Regions from separate parts of the Mus musculus genome. Here region 1 is linked to region 2. The links are chromatin contacts, called in public HiChIP or PLAC-seq maps. All regions are on one chromosome and are shown on one strand. Each heading gives the region's core, a stretch centred on a gene start, on an enhancer-like site or on the middle of the called end of the contact. The rest is flanking DNA. Distances are from core to core; before and after follow the strand shown. Region 1 holds the start of Masp1 (mannan-binding lectin serine peptidase 1). Region 2 overlaps Masp1 (mannan-binding lectin serine peptidase 1).

Region 1 (6,567 bases), core at 287-2,786, 38 kb before region 2:
GCTGGCACTCAGGAAAGCTAAACTGGAGAACTTGGAGGAAAGACAAGAAGGGGTTACAGTAAATGTCAAATCTTTGCTCCCCCCAAAATACGTCAAGGAGAGCTATCTCAGGGTGGAGAATGTGTTTGGCACCTTGATTCAGGTGGCAGGTGGCCTTCTGCATGACTGAAAAGCAGCTCATCCTCAAATTCTCACTTGTGCCTCGTTACAGTTTCCATTCAGCGAACAAAGAGATGGGATCTGAAACAGTGCTGTACGCAGCCAGGTTGGTCAGAAAACATAGATCACCGTTAAAGTCTGGATCAGCATCTAAAGCGCTTGAAATAGTTCAGGACTCGGTTTCTCTGTTAGTGGATGTATGTGGTTTGCAAACGCCACGTGCTCTGTGATACGTTACCGAGACGTGGTGTCATGGAACCCATGAGAGATGGACTTCTTCCTCCCTTCCTAAGTGTATGACCACTTCCTCTGGGCACTTTCTTTACTGGAGTTATAATGCTACCACAGGCCTGGACAAGGTTCTCGAAGGAACGAGTGGGGCCAGGGTTAGCGCCCAGTGGCTCTTCTAACAGCTGGCTTGAGGTGGCAATGGCTCCAGAAGTGGTAGTGGGATCCTGGATGCCTTGGCCAGTCCTATAATCTTGTTAAGACATCATTTTCCCACCTGGAAAAGATCCATCAGAGAGAACCCTCAGAAGTTTGTGGAAGTGATTTAGACAGCGTTTGTGCCTGGCGCTGAAATGATGCAGGTGAGCGGGCCCACCCACCTCACACGCCCTTCAGCGCAGGCTGCCACTTTTGTGTGTTGGGGTTATTACTGTGGAAGGGCCTCTGTCGGACTGAGATGTCGGACTGCAGAGATGATACTGTGGTGGAGTTACAGTAGGGGTTAGCTGTGGAGAGGGTTATATGTGGTGCTGTCTTTAGGAAGAGGGCTCTCTTATTACTCAGCTCAGCATAGATCTGCTGTACGTTTCTCTATGGGGCCTGAGGCACTGACAGCACACAGGCACAGTTCTTTCTAGATGCATGGGGCACCTGGCTCTCTGGCTTTGCTGAAGCCTTTTTCCCAACTGGGTAAATTAGATCTCTGCATGCTTGCAGTTAGACAGTGCCACGCAGCAGCCTTTCAAGTGGGGAGAGTAAGTAGCCAACTGCAGGAACTGGTGCTCCCTCACCAGCGGGGCCAGCCACGAGGTTTTCAGAAGGAAAAAAAAAAAAAAAAAAAACCTGTGGATGTCCACGAACAGGCTGAGGCTTGGAATCTGCCTTCTTTTTTATAATCTCCTAGAACTGCCTTTTTAGTTGGCTGTTTCTGTTTAATTGTTCTTTTGCTGGGGTCCTAAAGTAGAACAATTATAGCCATCAGGCAAGGGAGGCTGAAGAGAAATTACTCTCTCTCTCTCTCTCCTCTCTCTCTCTCTCTCTCTCTCTCTCTCTCACACACACACACACACACACCTCTAAGTCTCTCAGATTTTTTTCTCAAGGGCTGCAGTCCCTCCCTAGGAGGGGACTGGCTAACAGATCTTGCAAGGAAACAGTCTGTCAGGTCCCTCCGAGTGTACATAAGCTCAGACAGAGAGAGGAGAGAGGGAAAGCCAGAGGGAGAGGGGGAGAGGGGATCTGTTGCAGGCAGGAGAAGGCGTGACCTGAATGGAGAATGCCAGCCAATTCCAGAGACACACAGGGACCTCAGAACAAAGATAAGGCATCGCTGACACCACACCGGGGACTGGGACGAGCTCACAGACAAGTCTGGCAGAAGGAACCAAAGCCAGGAGCTCACAGAGCAGGAAAATGAGGTGAGTGCCTGGTCAGGGGACCGAGTGGAGAGCAGCCCGCTGGGTCTGACCTTGTCTCTAGGCAGACTCACCTGCTTATCCTCTGGGCGGCTGGGGATGGGGGAGTCTCATCAATCCTGGGGGCCCTGTCCCTGGGGCACCTTCCCAGGGACTCCGGAGAGTCGCAACTTGAAACCAGATAGTTTGTGCAAAGCCTGCTCCTGGCGAGGCTGAGGCTCAGATTTCTCTCTCTGCCAGCACAGGGTGCTGCCTACTGGCCAATGCGATCCTCCTCCTCCTCCTGCCCACAAGGCTGATTCTTCTTTTTGCTGCTCGGCAAAGAGCACTGATTTCTTTCTCCCAACACTTTGAGAGTTAGATAATGTGTTTGTGTGTTTATATTTTTTTTTTCTGACCGGAAAAGACAACAGTTCCCCCCACAGCCTCACTTGTGGTTTCTTGAGCCTTCAGAAGTTTGCCAGTTAAACCTCAATTTAGAAAACTAGAAACCTGTCCCCATTTTACAGTTCCCTATAAATTCTGCATTTCTCACTGAAATCAGAGGCAGCTGGTGACATGAATCAGGCTAGGAAATGCACCAAATGGCTCTTAAAGAGACACCACAGTTTTTTTAAGGAGCATGTGGGATTCAGAAACCTACCACTTTAAATTCTAATGGGCTTGAAGCTCTTCAACCTTCCCTGTTTCTTGTGTCCCTTCATGTTCCTCACCAGGCATTTCTTATAAGCTTTACCAGAGTCTGAAACCCCAACTATCCTAATTATTGTTATCACTTGTAAGTGTCAAAAAGAGCAAGGAAACACACTCTGGAGATGTGTTAAGTCCCTACACACCTATTTTCCATTCGCTTTCCTTTAAATCAGGAAAGTTTCTATTTGTTTCTTTTCTTCAGTCACCTGGTAACTTGCTCAGTCCAGGGCCAATAAAGAGTGAGCTTCCATCTGTGTAACTTTGGATTGCATTGACCTATGCCTAGGAGGAAGAGCTGTCTCTAAAAGTTCATTCCGTCATTCTGATCTTGTAAAGTTGTCCTTTGGTTTTGTTCATTTTTCCCTTCTTCTGAAACAATGGCTTTTCTTCCTTTGTACTGTGGAATGATATTCTGCCTTACCTGTGCCTCAGCCATCCCAAAAGCTCACCGTTGTATATGCTTAACCCTCAATTTAGGACAACCCTCCCAGGTATTTCGCTCAACATTGTGTCCTCGTTTCTGATCTCCATCCCTCAGACATGGCATCTCTTCCTTTGTTCTCATCTGTGGCCATATTTCTTGTCATCTCTGGCGTGGCTACTGATTTAAATGTCCACTTCCCACTTCCGAGGGATGTAACCAATGTCTTCATCTTTGTAGGTCTTCATGGTCATGTGACCAGCACCTAACATCATGTTCCTTTCTAGTAGAAATTCAGTAACTATGACAGAGTCGAATTCAATTACTGAATATCAAAAAGAAGTTCTAGGAAAGTGTCCTGCTGGCTGTCTCTCAGGGGTCTGGACTCACAGGCACACAGCACTTGAGTCACTTTCATGAGCATTGCTTCATCCTGGCTTCGGGTTTCATGTGACATAAGGATTAATGGGAACATGAGATAGAAGCCATTAAGCAACTTGCCCAGGGCCACACTGATGATCTGGAAAAGGCCCAGACTCATTCTTGTGTCTTTGGGCTCCAATCATTTTCCTGATATATTCTATGAGGCTCTCAATCCCAGCTGCAGATTACAATGGTCTATGGTACTCGAGGAATGCCAGTCCCCAGGCGATAGAACAGAGTTTCGTGCACAGGGGAGGGGTTCAAACATTAGTATTTTTTTTTAATTTCCACATAAAGCTATGGGGTTTTTTTTTTAATTATTTTTTCACAGGATTAATTGCTTTGGCCAGATGCCTGGGCATGATACGGGCATGGATCCAACTTCTTCTCTGAGCTTTTGTTATTCTTTTCTTCTGTTGGAGTTAATTCACCATATGGTATTTGGCATGATATGCCATCTCTTAGGATATACTTTTCATCGTCTGTCAAGTGAGGCTGGTGGGTAAGGGAGCTCTGTAGTCTCTTCCAACACTGAATCTTAAAAATGGAGTGTTGGTGGCGTGTACATTGAAATGAGCGGAGCAAATGGAGAAGCTAGGGCGTGCCCCTGACGCCACAGTCTGACTCTCCTAGCTTCTTTATGTGTCTCTGATGGCCTGCTCTTATCACGGAGACTGTGAAATCCCAGCTCTCTGTATCACTTTTGACATTTCAAACAAATGCAGCTCGACTGTTTTTGATCTGCTGGGGGAGAGATAACAGGTGTCAGGACTTATACAGCCGGTGCCTGGTGCAGAAGAAGTCAAAACAGGATTGCGATGAGAAGCGAACGCTGCCGTGTGCCTCCTTTGGTTCACAGCCCCTAAGGCAAGCAAGCAAGCATATGTTTCAGCCTCTCACATGAATGGAGATATCTGCTTCATGCATCTAAGTCTGTCTCGAGATGCAAAGAACAGAACACTCCACAGGCTTCTCGTGTACGCACATTCACCGGCTGCCTAACCGCACAGGGCCCCGAGGCCTGGGCTGAGGGGTCAGTCAGATGCCAGCCTCAGCAGAACTGGCCTGAGGAGGCTTTCTCCTCTGTGTGTTCTGGGGAAAAAGCACATGGGGAGAAAGTCGACCTTTCAGCCTTGTGCAATTCAGTTGTCACTATTGCAGGGAAGTTGGGCTTGTGAGCCAAAGCTCAGGCCTTTCAGCGTGTGGTGTGGCAGAGTCATCAGAACAAGCCTTTGCCCAGGGCTGGATACTTGAAGCTCATCCGAATGCTCCCGAGCAGACAGTCCTGTGGGAAGTCACCATTATTACCATGTGTAAGATGAGGAAACAAATGGAGGGTTCCCTCGACTTCCCCAAACTGGGCAGGAGAGTAACGTCAAGGCCTAGAGTTAAATCCATCCTCCCATGCTAGATAGTCTCAGTCCCAGTAAGGAACGTACATTTCCTCAGTCAGAAATGGGGTTCCTGGGCCTCGAATGTTAGCCCCTGAATTCCCTTTTCCTATAAATTCACTAGGTAACTTGGACCTGTGCCTTCTTTCTCTGCCTCCAAAGCCCTTCCTTTGCTGATTGCTTTAGGACAATATTGACCTTGGCCCCTGGATTGAAACATGTTGTTTTCCTACTAGCATCCCACATGTCACGATTGCACGGGCCTTGGGGAAAATTTTAAGATGATGTTATTTTCTTTGTGAGTAAGAGCAATGCATGATCAATGTGTTTTCTTTTTAAATGTTTATTGACGGGTATGCCTGCCTACCTCCTTGTCTGTATGTGTCCAGAGCATGCAGGTACTCGTGGAGGCCAGAGGAGAGCATACACGCTGCTCCCCTGAACATGAGTTACAAATGCGTGTGAGCCATCTGATGTAGATGCTGAGAACTGAACCCAGGTCCTCTGCAAGAGCAGCAAGCGCTCTGAACCATTGAGCCATCTATGCAACCCCTCAACGAAAAATCCCACTCACACAAAACGAAAACACTTGCATTCTCATTCTACAGAGAGCCAGGCTAATCCCTCTAGACCTTTCTACATGTATCTGTTTCACCTTTAATGTATCTACGACATTAAACAGCTAGGTGACCTGGACATGTACTTATTCACTGTGTGCACATTGGAAAATTCCTAAATATACTTATGTGTACCTACATCCGAGTACAGGGGAAGGAAGTCTTGGCACAGAATTGGCTTCCTGATTAACAAAGACATAACTGTTAATCCAAATTCTTGGCAGAGTTTCCTAGCTTTGACTTTCTAGGTTATTTAAGACTCTCTCTCTAAGGCCCTTCCTTTACTTTCTCATTGGCATCTGTTATATGACAGACTCCCTCCTAAATACTTCACATGCATCAGCCTTTATGATGATGGGAGCCTTACAAATTAGGAATTATAACCCCATCTATGTGTGAAGGAACCAGAGCACAGGGAAGCAAGTTACCCAGCTTTTTACAGTGGAGGAACTGGGATTTGTACCCAGGAACGTCCAACCTCAGAGGCTGTGTTGGAAGCAGAGCTGTGTGCTAGCTGCTCCAACAGAGGCCGTGGGAGCTAGAGGGATGATAGGACATTCTAACTAGGGGAAAGCAGTAAGAACTAGAAGTGAATGTCAGGGATGGGTGAGGCGTGCATATAGTGAGGCCAAGGTATGGGAAGAACCAAAAGTGGTCTTGAGGAAGATCAGCATAAAGTTGGAAAGGGTCTGGTCAGCCACCTCAGAAACAGATGTCATGCCTAGGTGGCAGGGTTACATCTGTGTTAGAAAACCAACTTGAGTAGAAGACTTAGCCAGGAGGGAAGGGACAGAAAGATCACTTAGGTCATGGTAACAGTTTAAATGACGCAGTTGATTAGAGACAGAAGAGATGGGTTTCTGAAGCAGAGGAAGCAGGATGAATAGGCCTTGGTGACTATCACATAGTGCATCGGGCTCGGAGAACTGGCAGGCAGCCACAGCAGTAAAGAAACTCACAAATGGAACTGGAGGATGGCCAGAGTCCAGAGTGCTTACCATGCAAATAGGAGGACCTGAGTTCCATCCCCAGAGCCCATGTGATAAGACAGGCAAGGACACTAACTTCTAATTTCAGACTTGGGGAGGCAAAGATGGGAGGGTGCTTGAGGCTGGTTGGCTGGCCAGCCTAATGTAGTCAGTGAGGGAGCTGCTAATCCCAGTTGAGAGGCTACTCCCAGTGAGAGATGCTGTCTCAGGGAAAACAAAGTAGACGGCTCC
Region 2 (6,802 bases), core at 1,081-3,580:
ATCCGTATGAGTGCGGGCCTGGGGCTGAGCTCCCTGTTGCTGTGAGACTACAGCCAGTCTCTGAGGGCTCATGAAGCTGTTTGGCTGCCTCCTTCACTTTAATGGCAGGCTGCATTAGAAAGTGACTCACCCCTGCTTTCCAAACTCTTCTTCTAGACCCCAGGCCCTGTTGTTTCCACCTCATTTCAGGCCTCGCTTCCTCAGTGTGAGGGTTGGGGTGGGGGTCCTCTGCTGTCATTTCCTCTTGGTTTTCTCACCTGCTGTCTTTTCATTTGCTTCCTGCCAGGAAATGAGTGCCCAAAGCTACAGCCTCCTGTGTACGGGAAAATCGAGCCCTCGCAGGCCGTGTATTCCTTCAAAGACCAAGTGCTCGTCAGCTGTGACACAGGCTACAAAGTGCTAAAGGTGCAGAGCGCCGCGGCCGGCCGGGAAAACACTGCCTGCCGGGTGCCTCCTAACATCCTGTTAAGCTTCCCCAAAGACTCCAGAAATTCAGAAATGATGCATTCTGGGCACCTCTCAATTCAGGACATGACACAAAGTTGTTTATCAGAGCAATGAGTTGTCCTGAATTTTTAAATAAGGTTTCATATGGCTTAAGGATGAGGGACTACAACCTTGACAAAGTTCCTCAGAGGTGCTGGAGGATGATGGTGCTGAACAAGAAGCAGGTTTAAAGGTGGCAGACGGGCACTCCTCTCACTCCCTCCAAAGTGCCAGCCCACCTAGCTACCCTTCAGAGTAAGAAAGCAAAGTTCCCACTTGCGGGCACGAGGGGCTGGAACCAGGGGTTAGGATTGTTATGTTCCCCAGGTGAACCCAATGTAGAGCCAAGCTAGAGGCCCACTGCTCTGCAGGAAGTTTCCTCGAGAAGGGCCCAGTCACCATCAACAACAGCATTACCTGGGAGCTGATTAGAACTCTGAATCCTTGGGTAGGTCAGAAGAACTGAATTGAAATCTTCGTGGCAGGGACAAGCAGCCGGTCTCCACTAGCCTTCTCTGGGTGATGCTGACCCCTTGCTCTAATTGGAGAACCTCTGCCCTAAACCCAGAGTCAAAACCATAGTTTTTCCTCTAGAAACACTTGCCCATGCCTAGCGTGTGAATGAGGCTAATGGCGACATGACATGTCATGCATTTATGGGCAAGTTTGCCTTTGAGACTCATCGGGCTAATTCCTAGTTGAAGAGAGCCAGGTTTGAAGTTTGCGTTATCTTTGTTAGGAAATATGTGCTAACCCACTCCCTCCGTCTTCCCACGCCCTCCTGGCTTCCTTTCAGGATAACGAGGTGATGGACACATTCCAAATTGAGTGTCTGAAGGACGGTGCATGGAGTAACAAGATCCCCACCTGTAAAAGTAAGAAAATCAAACGGGTTGATTCCAATGATGCATTCCTTCATGGTGGGCTTGAAGCACCGAGCATGGGGTGAAAGGCTTTGACAGAGCTCTCTGAGAGGGGCAGACAGAGATCACTAACCATGTAGTAGCTAGACCAAGGAATATAAGAGCCCAATTCAAGAATAAGATTTTGGAATCACACACACACACACACACACACACACACACACACACACACGCACGCATGCACGACGCACGCACGCACACCTTCAAACAGGGTACAAATGTGGCAAAGGAATATAAGCACATCTCAATGTCTGAAATGAGCTTTAGCTCTGGAATTGCTAGTTTGGGAAACTAGTTTGGCGCTCAGGCCCAGAGCCCAGTGGCCTTGAGTGTCTGTGTGCCAATCGCTCACCTGCTAAGTCTTCCGGGTCAGCCGCTGACTTAGGGCTGTGGGGTCATCACACAGAACCCCACTAGCTCTGGTGACCTGGAGTTCTTGCCTTGTGTGCCCCTAACGTATTACAAGACCATGGACGTTTCTGTAACTATAAAATAGAGAGTATGGAGTAGCTTTAATTCTAGAATGTGTGCCAATGGTTCTAGAGAGAAATAATCCACATAAATAAGCTATTGAGTGTTATAGAATATAGATAGATAGATAGATAGATAGATAGATAGATAGATTTCCAGCTACTACTCCATTACTTTCATACCCAAGTAATTTCAAATGTAAAATGTTCAAGGATTATAATTTTAGCAGCTATAAATAGTAACAGTGTCCTTGCAGGGGGAGGGGGACTCTTTGACTTGCTTTAGAATAGAGAATTCTAAGTTAAGATATTATAGTCAGTGCCCCTCCCACCATTTTGTGACTTTGGGTTCTGTCCCCTTTCTTTTCACTGCCACCCAGCACTCAGCCAGATCCTTTCCCACTAGGAATCCTGGTGGGAGGGCTGGGGCGGGGGCAAACCCCAGGCAGCTGAGCACAATCAAAATGGGCTGGTTTTCCTTTTCATATGGTGATGGGCTGTGGTCAGGGTCAAGTGAGGGGAAAAGACTGCCATTTTATAGCTTCAGGAATAAGCGAAGCACTCACCGAATGCCAATGCAGAGTTCAGGAGAGAGTCCAGATGGAGAAGACAAGGTCCAAGCCTGTCTTAGTCAGGGATTCTATTCCTGCACAAACATCATGACCAAGAAGCAAGCTGGGGAGGAAAGGGTTTATTCAGCTTACACTTCCATACTGCTGTTCATCACCAAAGGAAGTCAGGACTGGAACTCAAGCAGGTCAGGAAGCAGGAGCTGATGCAGAGGCCATGGAGGGATGTTCTTTACTGGCTTGCCTCCTCTGGCTTGCTCAGCCTGCTCTCTTATAGAATCCAAGACAGACAGCCCAGAGATGGCACCACCCACAAGGGGCCTTTCCCCCTTGATCACTAATTGAGAAAATGCCTGACAGTTGTATCTCATGGAGGCATTTCCTCAACTGAAGCTCCTTTCTCTGTGATAACTCCAGCTGTGTCAAGTTGACACAAAACTAGCCAGTACAAAGCCTGAGGACCTCGTATGTTCCTGCAGTAAGGTGGCCCAGTGTGCAGTGTGCCTGGGCTCTAGCAAGGTGTGTGCAGGGCCAAGCAAGGGTCATTCTGCAGACGATCAATGGAGGTTTTCAGTGTCCAGGACCGAAGCAGACTCTGTAGTTGGGAAGCTGGGGCTTTAGGTGTTTATTCTAGCAGTAGGCAATGTGTTCATACTCTTCTGGCCTCATGCCCCCTGGTCACGACTGTGCTGACAACTTACTGGATGCCTACACCCAGTGTGCCTGTAAGGAGCAGGAATACATTCCGGGTAGTGAGTGCTTAGATCTCCTCAGCCCATCCCCATCACTGGGCAGGGCTTGGTATCTCTGTCTTATGTTTTTGAAAAGCAGAAGGTGCTATTAACACTTTTTCCTGGTAAATTATAATGGGCGCCTTGAAAGAGGAAGTCACTACAACATGAGATGGTATTTTTTTAAAATAATACCTTATTTAGTTTTACTTTGTGTATTGCTATGAGTGTGTCAGATGTGGAATTGGAGTAACAGACAGTTGTGGGCTTCCATGTGAGTGCTGGGAACTGAACCCGGATCCTCTGAAAGAGCAGCCAGTGTTCTTAACTGCTTAGTCCCTCTCTCTAGCCCCTAGATACTATTATTTTATATGCCCTGTGCTAGACAGCCACAGAACATGTTAACATTTTATACTGAAAATTTGACCCAATTCATCTGCATTAAAGTATATTAGGACGGCTTCAGCTCTTATTAACACACAGCCAGCATCTCTGAGCATCTGTGGGTACCTTGTACTCTGCTAGGTCTTATACAGATAAGACTGACAAGTTGAGTCCTTGGGAATGTGAAAGTAGGGGTGAAAGAAAGAAAGAGAGAGAGAGAGAGAGAGAGAGAGAGAGAGAGAGAGAAAGCTTGCAAGGTGTGACTATGCAACACAGAGACTGGGGATGTAGCTGGGGTGGTAGCATGCTTGCTTAGAATGTACAAGGCCCTGGATCCAGTCCCCAGCATTGCATGTGCTACCACACATGGCAGCACATTATTGTAACTGCAGCACTTCAGAGATAAGAGTCTGGGGATAAGAAGATTAGAAATGTAAGGTCATCTTCAGCTATATAATGAGTTCAAGGACAGCCTAGGCCACATAACACCCTGTCTCCAAGAGAGAGACAGAGACAGAGACAGACAGACATAGAGAGAGACAGAGACAGAGGGAGGGAGGGAGGGAGGGAGGGAGGGAGGGAGGGAGGGAGGGAGGGAGGAAGAGAGAGAAAAAGAGAAAGAGAGATGATAAAAAATGTAAAGAGGAACAGGAAGTGGAAATTATGGGAATCTTGGCCCTGTCACCACAAAGTGGTGACAAGTCCTGCTATACTCTGAATGCCATCTGTCAAATAAGCATTTGGGCTGGATGAATGCAAAGCTCCCAGCCAGGGGCAGGATTTTCTCTTCCTCAAGAGCCAGGATGTAAGACTATGTAAATTCTCAGAAGGATACAAATTCAGCCATCCCAGACTGTCCTTCACAATGGCTGTGCCTAAACTTCATTCTTAGTCAGCTCTGGTGGAACGGTTTCTGTGTTTCCTGCGTGAACTATTTCTGCTTTGCTTGCTAATTTTTCTCTCTTCCTTTTCTCTCTCCTTCTCTCCCTCCCTCTCTCTCTGCTCTCTTCCTTCTGTCTCCTGATCCTCCTTTGCCTTCACCATGGTGACAGAAAGCGAGATCGAATTGGAGAAGGAGCTGGAGTCAGAGCCAGTGGCAGAGTGAATGATTGGCACTGGCGGGAACCCCACACAGTGCAACATCTGAGAATGGATTACTTACAGAGAACCCAATCCCTTCCAGAGCCACCCCACCCCGCCCCACCCCGCCCCACCCACCAACACTCCATTGCCCACTTGAGTGTGGATTAGAATGGATGCTGAGCTAGGCAGCAAGCCTCATCATCAGAAAGAGCTGCCTACCTGAGAACATTCTCTCTCTCTCCTGACGATTTACTCACCATTCAAACTTACTGCAAAAAGCAATGAAAAGACAATGGGTGATTATTTTAATCTCTCAGTGAACTGTACTCTTCTCAAAGGAAAATATGTCCTTGGGTTAAAAAAAACCACAAATTTAATGTACAATCATGTGACCTAGAGCAACATGGGCCATCACAACTGATTCACTCCATACTATAAGTTTAAGTGGGTCAGGGTGCCAACTACTTAATGACTTTCAAATCTCTGGCTTCTACTGCTGTCTTAACAACCATGGGTTTATAGACTGAATGATGACACAGAGTGTGGATGTGGGCGAGTCTGGATGTTTTCATATTCAGAAAGTGTATGTCCCTAACAACCATGGGTTTATAGACTGAATGATGACACAGAGTGTGGATGTGGGCGAGTCTGGATGTTTTCATATTCAGAAAGTGTATGTCCCAGCCACACTTTTTGGGATGAAGTTCTGTTATCTGAGGTTCTTTACTGCTGGGGCTTACAAGTTTTTTTTTATTTTTTATTTTAAACTCACTATTAAAAACCTTAAAGAAATGAACATCACATCTGGAAGCAGCAGTCTTCAGCTTAGGGTCATGGCTATAGAAACGAGCATCACATCTGGAAGCAGTGGCCCTCAAGTTGGGGTCAAGGCTATAACTAGGTCCTTAGCAATGGTGAAGAAAGGGCTGGAGAACTGCAGTGTGCATGCTGGTATCTAAAGGGCAATGTCTGTCTGAGTTCACACATGAGAGGAGGGGCCACCTCTTATTCAGTGACTGCCCAATTTGATGATCAAGTGACCTAGATCCCTAGGGTTCTGACCTTGGTGAGGGCAGAATCCCATGAGTGTGGGTGGGTTCTGGAGACTGAGGTGCTGTCTTGGGGTAAAAATGCCCTTGATAGATAGGAGATGAGAGGGATACCAAAGACAAATGTCATCCGGGCAAATGTTTGTTTATCAGCCCCCACAAGAACATAACCTACCCCAGCTAGCAGTGTTACAAATGTACCATATATCAGCGGTGGGCCAGGTGGGCCAGGTAATACCTGTAAGAGGGAAGTGATATTCTGGAGAGTCTGATGACATTGGAGTACAGGTAACCTGAGGGAAAGAGAATGAGGCCAGAATGGGCATGTGGCATCATCCTTGGTCCTGAGTACCAGGTCAGATGCTCTGTATTGCTCTGTAAGAAGCCCTTGATTTGCAGAACAGTGTGTTTAGAGCTCAGGCCAAGAAAAATGTATTGGAAGAAACATAAATGGCAGTAAGAACTAGCCAGAGACACAAGGTATGGGGCAGTGCAGCTCATAGCAGAGTGGTGAGCAGAGCAGGCTGCAGAGAGAGGAGAAGAACATCCTGAGTCTAGGGTGTAGGAGGGGCCTAAGACAAGCATAGAACAAGCTTACTAAGTCAGCTGGAGACAGTTTCTGATGCACACTGATTGGGTCACCCAACACTGCTCTTGGGAAAGTTATCTCTTCTCAGAGACATGACTTTCTCCCTGTCATTCTGCATGTAGGAAGAAGGATGCTCCTTCCACACTGACTACAATCAAGCTGATATGACCCTTTGTTTTCTGTTTACCACCCTCCTCTCTCTGGCAACCATATGAGTGGGCAGAGTGACTTATCTGGGGTGACAAGAAAGCATGCCCTCTATTCAGAAAGTGTCTCCTATAAGCATCAACCATTCAAGGCCAAGGCCAAACATTCAGTCCTTCCACTAGGGACAGGAGAGTTGGGTCATGAGGATTATTGAGGCCAAAGGAACTCTCAGAAAGCTCGGGGGTGAGGGGTAGGGACAGTAGTACCAGCATCCTGTCTAGGGTAGACAGGCAGAACAAACATCTGCTTCCAGTCTCATCAGGAGAGTACAGTCTACTTATGGTTTTAAATAGCAACTTGTATCCTGCATT

What was found. HiChIP or PLAC-seq counts read pairs in DNA pulled down with a chosen protein or histone mark.
Region 1: an H3K27ac HiChIP or PLAC-seq map of embryonic stem cells shows a contact between it and region 2, with 7 read pairs. The contact joins the promoter of Masp1 here to the enhancer-like site in region 2. A contact is called at or near these places in 1 of 39 promoter capture datasets (liver), 1 of 15 datasets of contacts at CTCF or cohesin (the NIH/3T3 cell line), 14 of 484 Hi-C or Micro-C datasets (the C2C12 cell line, Sertoli cells, cerebral cortex and 5 more), 3 of 115 datasets of contacts at active chromatin or transcription factors (embryonic fibroblasts, embryonic stem cells and heart atrium) and 2 of 9 other capture datasets (adipose tissue and liver).

What each region holds. Positions count from the first base shown.
Region 1 is chr16:23,515,784-23,522,350 of GRCm38.p6, reverse strand. It overlaps Masp1 (mannan-binding lectin serine peptidase 1), which reads left to right and starts at 1,536. Exons shown (of 11, transcript NM_001359083.1): 1 at 1,536-1,805. The coding sequence starts at 1,801. It also overlaps a transcript of Rtp4 not described here.
Region 2 is chr16:23,477,954-23,484,755 of GRCm38.p6, reverse strand. Masp1 (mannan-binding lectin serine peptidase 1) reads left to right here. Exons shown (of 11, transcript NM_001359083.1): 7 at 287-405; 8 at 1,283-1,361. Among named protein-coding and RNA genes, the nearest start is that of Masp1, 39 kb to the left of the region's middle. Within about 2 kb of position 2,330, at least 3 of the 459 cell types and tissues checked have an H3K27ac peak or open chromatin away from gene starts, as enhancers often do. A contact at or near this core is called in embryonic stem cells, where this site is marked.